Linked DNA regions of Macaca mulatta: region 2 is linked to region 1. Evidence: chromatin contacts called from public Hi-C data. All regions are on one chromosome and are shown on one strand. The core of a region is the stretch at or near the end of the contact, and the rest is flanking DNA. Distances in the headings are between cores, read along the strand shown. Region 1 holds the start of FAM185A (family with sequence similarity 185 member A). Region 2 holds the start of PMPCB (peptidase, mitochondrial processing subunit beta).

Evidence for each region. Hi-C and Micro-C count contacts between places; a contact is called where the count stands out from the background.
Region 2: a Hi-C map of fetal cortical plate shows a contact between it and region 1, with 4 times the contacts expected there. The contact joins the promoter of PMPCB here to the promoter of FAM185A in region 1. A contact is called at or near these places in 2 of 14 Hi-C or Micro-C datasets (fetal cortex germinal zone and fetal cortical plate).

The regions. Positions count from the first base shown.
Region 1 is chr3:142,436,220-142,439,526 of T2T-MMU8v2.0, forward strand. It overlaps FAM185A (family with sequence similarity 185 member A), which reads left to right and starts at 1,801. Exons shown (of 9, transcript XM_028846143.2): 1 at 1,801-2,467. The coding sequence starts at 2,017. CCDC146 (coiled-coil domain containing 146) reads right to left here and starts at 1,510. Exons shown (of 17, transcript XM_077997122.1): 1 at 1,410-1,510.
Region 2 is chr3:142,897,553-142,901,125 of T2T-MMU8v2.0, forward strand. PMPCB (peptidase, mitochondrial processing subunit beta) reads left to right here and starts at 1,976. Exons shown (of 13, transcript XM_028846146.2): 1 at 1,976-2,099; 2 at 3,147-3,287. The coding sequence starts at 2,001.

The DNA.
Region 1 (3,307 bases), core at 551-3,050:
AGTTTGTCTCAGAAAAGGAAAAATTACTATATAAACAGAATTATCTATTAAGAATTAATATTTAATCTAAAAATGTCTAGTGCCTCTACAGAAAATTTGAGTACATTCTCAACTTCCTTAAACCAGTGCCTTTTTCAAATTTCTTTTCAAAGTTACACCTGTCAGTTTTCACTAAAAAATAGTTTGAAGATTATTTTGAATAATTATAACCAATGAAACACAAAGGCAAGAATAGAACTATTGCAGTGGGCCCTTGCTGAACCTGAGCTAGCACCTATAATGAGTCAGTCCTCACTGAAGGAGGAATGAGGAGGGAAGAAGGACTAGAAAGACAGAAAAGAGGCAATCATAACTTAAGAAAACACTGAATTTTTAAAAAGATAGTGGCTGGCAGAGTACCTTAGACTTGTACCCAGGAGGGCGTTAGCCCAGTCTGTCTATCACGATTGCCCCAGGAATTCTAGTCATTGTACTTGGGCAAGAGCTTCAATTTTTTAAGGCACTTGCATTTTATGAAACGTTAGTGTTTGCAGGTGTCTTGGCTAAATAATTTAGGGAATAAATTTTAGGAGGAAGTAGCGGCACAGAAGGGGAGAGAGAAACCAGGCAGGAAAGAAGAAAATAAGTCTTTCTGTTCCCATTACTTTACTTCCCATAGAATTATACAAGGTAAACACACACACACACACACACACACACACACACACACACACACACACCCCTTGTAGGGTCATTGAGAACCATCTTTCTTCATTTTAAAACTAAAGAAACAGGTCTAGGTGACACAGATGAAGCAGTGGCAGAGCCAGGAAAATAATCTGACCCTTGTCCCTGTTCTTTCCACCGCACCATGGTAACTCCCTTTTTTGTGTCTTTTTTTTGTTTTGTTTTTAAACACTCTAAAACTGAGGATCATTTGTAGTCAAAGAGATCAATGCTATTCTCAAAACAAGTTCTGATCTCTCATAATTTTCTTGGTAACTCAGAATCAATGTTAAGTACGTTGAAATAAAAATGCAGTACTTTACACGGTAATTTTGTAGACTGTGCACCACGTTCCCATCCATTTTCTTACTTGATCCTTACAAAAACCCTTTGAGGCAAGGCAAGGCAAGTATTATTATCTTCATTTTTAAAGTGAGCAAATTAAAACCCAAAGAGTAAGGTCACTTAGGGTCAGGAAGGAGCCAGTACTCTATTCCTATATTTGAAATATAGGAGGGAATACACTTCCAAAGAGGCAATTCCCTCAAAAAGCACCAAGAGTAAAGGCTCTTTACTCTCTTGCCAAGGCATTCTCTATCCCCTGGAGACGCCTGCACTAGGTTAGTGAAGCATGGGTCTTGACACCCACAGAGGTTACTCCTAGTTTGCACCTAGTTGTCATCTTAAAAAGCGCAGTTTCTTACCCCTTCCCTTGGTCCTGATCCTTATTTTAGGCTTTTTGGGATTTGGCCTCCTGGGTCTCACTTCGAAGCTCCACCCTCGCCAAACAAGAAGTCGCGTCCTTGGTATCCAAGGTGACCGCGCAGCTTTACCCACGTTGCCCCTTTCGTGCTTTCCATTGGCCAGTTGGACTCCTATGTACCGCCCCTCCAATAGCCAATGGTCTTGAGGCAAAGGGCGCCCGCCTTTCCCAGGGAGTCTAACACATGCCCTTTTACCCGGGCTCCCCTGCGCATTGCCTCCTGGGATATGTGGTTTCTAAGATGCCAGAGCTCTGCGATGTTCCACCCCTTTACAACTACCTATCCCGTCCGCCTTAGCGAAAGGGGCGGGCGTAGGCTAGGAGTCCGGGTCAGAGTTTAGAGCTTTCAAATTGCAACTTGCCTCTGGGGCTTGCGTGGCTGATGTTTAAATTGCCTAGTCAAGCGAACCGGCTCCCTCTTGCTTCAGCAAACCCTGACAGACGTCTCCTATTTGACTTGAGGCGGCATAGTGGCCAAGTCGATTGGCCGTGGCAAGTGACCCTCCCTGTAGCTGAAGTGTTCTAAGGACTGGAGAGAGGGGCGCGCCATGCTTGCCCCCTGCTCAGGTTGGGAGCTTGGCTGCCTCCGTCTCTGTCTCCGTCAGGTCCGATTGTGGGCTGGCACTGGGCGCTGGGCTTCCTGGGCTTGCCAAGCCAGGCCGTACGGCTCAGGTCGGGGCAAGCCCTGGCCCGGATCGGAGGCTGAGGTCCCTCCGCCTGGCCCGGCGCGCCGGACTCTAAAGGAGTGGACGCTGCAGGTGAGCCCGTTCGGTCGGCTGCGGGCGCGGCTCCCGTGCCACCTGGCCGTGAGGCCCTTGGACCCCCTCACCTACCCGGATGGCGACCGCGTGCTGGTCGCGGTGTGTGGCGTGGAGGGCAGCGCGCGGGGCCTGGACGGCCTGCAGGTGAAGTACGACGAGGCTCTGGAGGAGATGGCCATTTTGTCTGACACTATCGACCCCCAGGCGTTCGTGGAGGTGAACGCGCCCCTGAAGTTTGGCAAGTGAAATGAAGTGAAAACGGGTTTGGGTCCCAGGGCACGCACAGTGAACTTACTAAATTTGGTCGACTTGCACTTTTAATTGGTCCTGGCTTTCTAAACCTAATTTACAGTTGGCACCTTCGGAAATGCACCTTTTCCTCTGTTCTATTCTTGAGTATCCGAGTAGTATTTAAAAATTAGGTTGCCTAACTAAAAATTTGTTATAGAAATTTTATACATCGAATGGAAACATGATTTGGTATAATCCAGGTCAAATTATATTTCTGGAGCCGCTTGTGTTCTCCTTTATCCCGTTGTCATTAGCAAACTGGCTTATTTTTCAAGGTTGAAGTTTCTTGACAATTCATTCAATGGTATGGCAGTCCATCTACATTTCCCCTTACTCACAGCCTGGGGGTGTGTCCCAAAACAGCCCTGTCAATAGGATGTTCCGTTTATCACCTGGTTTGAGTATTTGGTTTGAGACAGGCGCCCAGCTTCTTACTGTTATGTTTCCATTCTTTTTGGCCTAAGTTTTCCATGAGTAGCAAGCTTTGAAGAAAAACACATAGTAAGCCTGCCTAGGAAACTTCAATAATAATGCCTGCAAAATAACCTTTCCTAGGTTTTTGGGTTCTGCGTTATTTCCTAAATGGCAAGCCACTGTGTACACACACTTTTCTAGGAAGGGCTCCCCAGACTGTCATTCTTCCTGCAACTGAAGGAAGATATTGATGATGATGATAATAATAATAGCATTTAGCATTTTTAAGATCATCTTTTATAATGCTTACAGTTGCACCAAATAGCAGATACTGTAGTCCTCCCTTATCCACCATTTGGCTTTCTCAGTTTGT
Region 2 (3,573 bases), core at 726-3,225, 460 kb after region 1:
TGTGAATCATAGCAGCCGGGTAGGTGGAGGGAGATGAGTCTGAAAAGATAAATGGGAGTCAGATCATGAAGGGCCCCACCTGCCATGCTAAAGACCCTTTACTTTATTGTGACCAAGGGCCCCCTGGTGGATTCTTCACAATGGGACTGCTGTAATAGTTGCATTTCTAAAAGATCCCATAGGTAGTAATGTGAAAAAACTGACAATGGACCCGGAGTAGATTGAAGGGGCAGGAAAGGGGTGTATCAGTTGAACGTGGAAGATGGAAAAAGAGAGGTGCTTCCGGGTGGTTTGGATTTTTGGGTGAATGGAGGTATGATTGGCTGTTTAGCATTGCAAATATGGGAAGAGATTCAGGGGCCACAGTGAATTCCCTTTTGGACAAGTTAATATTGAGGTTCCAATGGGATATTCAAGTGTAGTTTCCTAGTAGTTGATGGTTAAGTGGGCCTGGAGCTCAAGAGAAAGGCCTGGGTTGGGCAGACAGGTCCTGAAGTGGAGGGAAAAGCCCAGAGGGAGACTGTTCAGTAGAAGAGGACTCGAGTCCTGGCAAACGCCAACTTTTAGGGCAAAATGTAGTGTTTCACAGCACAGTCTTTGGAGTTTACCTATTACTAGCAGGGTAACCTGGGGCAAGTTATTTATTTGACTTCAGTGTCTTAATTGCAAAATGAGCACAACAGCACCTACCTGAGTTAGAAAAACATTTGCAATTTTTAGTTCCTTGAGAGATCTGTGGGCTGGAAGCAGTGGCTCACGCCTGTAATCCTAGCACTTCAGGAGGCTGAGGTGGGCAGATCACCTGAGGTTGGGAGTTCGAAACCAACCTGACGAATATGGTGAAACCCCATCTCTACTAAAAATACAAAATTAGCCAGGCGTGGTGGCACACATCTGTAATCCCAGCTACTTGGGAGGCTGGGGCAGGAGAATTGCTTGAACCCGGGAGGCACAGGTTGCAGTGAGCCGAGATTGCACCATTGCACTCCAGCCTGGGCATCAAGAGTGAAACTCCCTCTCAAAAAAAAAAAAAAAAAAAAATATATATATATATATATATATGAATAAGGAGGAGTCCAAGAAAGTGCAGAGGGAACTACGAGGAGGTGGAGCTCTAGAATATATTGAGAAAAGAGAATTTCAAAGAAGCCAACGATGCAAAATCCTCCAACAGGACTGTAACATAAGTCTGTAAAGTGTCCAACTTTTAGCAGTTAGTGACCTTACCAAGGGCAATTTCTATGGAATGGGATGAGCCATACTGTAGAGGTTCGAAGAGTGAATAGGGGTCAACATGGATACATCTTTTCCTCCCCTCACCGCATCTGTCTTTCCCAGTAGACTTTTCCTTTAAAGGCAGTGACTTGTGGATATTATTCCACTGTTTTCTTTTTTTTTTTTTTTTTTTTTTTGAGACGGAGTCTCGCTGTGTCTCCCAGGCTGGAGTGCAGTGGCGTGATCTCGGCTCACTGCAAGCTCCGCCTCCCGGGTTCACGCCATTCTCCCGCCTCAGCCTCCCAAGTAGCTGAGACTACAGGCGCCCGCCACCATGCCCGGCTAGTTTTTTGTATTTTTAGTAGAGACGGGGTTTCACCATGTTAGCCAGGATGGTCTCGATCTCCTGACCTCGTGATCCACCCGCCTCGGCCTCCCAAAGTGCTGGGATTACAGGCTTGAGCCACCGCGCCCAGCCTATTCCACTGTTTTCAATCAATTCCATCCACCAGTGAGATAGATTATCTTTCACTCCACCGCATTTGTGCCTTGCAGTTAGTAGGCCATCAACAAAATAACTGATGATACAGGGGCTTCTACAGACTCCCCAATTCATTTGGTAAAGACCGCTCAGCATCATGGTCGAGCCCTCATTCCTTTCACGACAGCTTCGAGGAGTGTCATTCCCATCACGGCCACAAGGTGGAGGCCGCCTTCCTGCTCTGGGACCTCAGGTCGCGACCCCGGAAGCACATCCTCCATCCTCCGCCTTCTTTCCAGCAGAAATGGCGGCTGCGGCGGCTCGAGTTATGTTGTTACCCGCGGCGCGGCGGCGGCTCTGGGGTTTCAGCGAGAGTCTCCTGATCCGCGGCGCTGCGGGACGGGTGAGCTTCCCTCTGTTTGTCTGGGCGCTGCCTGGGGCCAGACCCAGTCGGGCGGGCTCTGGCCTCTCTCGCGGCACCCGGCGCAGCGCACCTGAGAGTCGGCGCTACAGATCCGAACAGCGGGGTCGGGGAGGGCCTCCTCGACCTGGACCCGCTGGGCGCCAGGCGGCCTGGGGCTGCTGAACTGGCCGGGGTGGCTGGCTTGTGGCTACCCGCCAGGAGACCTGCTAGTGACGTGTGGGATGACCCTGGTTTTCGGCTCCTCCCGCCAGCTACTGAGGAGTGCATGTTTGACCACTAAAAACGTAGTGCTGGCAAATTGGGGGAAACTAAAAAGTGAAATATGGTTACCGCTCCAGAGTTCTGTTTTAGCCTATGACTGAACTTCGTCCTCAGCTGGGTTTCCCGCTAACCTGGACATCGCTGAAGTAAAATTTTGTATGTATTTGCATTTTTCTCATGAGCGAGCCTCTGACTTTCAGCAAAGAGATGTGAGACTTTTGTATAAGGGCAAATAAAAACTGCTGGAAGACGAATAGTTCCTGGCCGACAAGCCAGTCAGGTGCATTTTGAATCCGGCCCATCTTCCTATCCTCTTTTTTTTTTTTTTTTTTTTAAAAACCATTTCCAAACCCTGTTGCTTTTCTTGAACAATGAAAACCCGAGTGTCAGTTCTGTCTTGTGTGTAGGTAGTTTTACATCTTTTCTCTCCTTTTTTTTTTTTTCCCTGCTTGTTTTCTGCATAATGAATATAAAACATTTCTAGGAGAGGTAGTGAAATAAAGTCAGTTTCTCTCTGGGTAATGATAATAACTGCTCATCTTCCCTGAGGAAAGGGCATGTTTATAATCACGTTGCTGGCTCTAGGACAGTGGCTGGTGACACGTTTCTAGGCCAGGCAGAGATCCCAGTGGAACCAAAATTCAAGAAGAAAGATTCTTTTATAGAGAGAGCCTGTTTAACATAGATTTGGTTTTAAAGTCAACATTTAATATCAGATTGATAATGCGTTTTGCTTTGTCTCTTCCACTTCCTACCCCCAACCAGTCATTATATTTTGGAGAGAACAGATTACGAAGTACACAGGCTGCTACCCAAGTTGTTCTGAATGTTCCTGAAACAAGAGTAACATGTTTAGAAAGCGGACTCAGAGTGGCTTCGGAAGACTCTGGGCTCTCAACATGCACAGTAAGTGACTCAGGCAACCTTCTCTAAGTGACCCTTCATTTAGTGTAGCAAATTGTTGATTTTAGTCTTTAGTTTCTTTGTTGGCTGGTGGTTCAAAAAGGGTGGCAGTTATTTTGCCTTGACAGATTTCCATGAGTTGTGAACCTTTTGTTCCAGTGATACTTAGTTACAGGGTGCATATGGATCCTGTTGCCTTGTCTGCATCTTGTTCTTGTAGCTTATTATGGATTATTTATTGTTAGTAGTATTGATAATAATGAAAGAGGTATATTTGCAGGGCTACTCT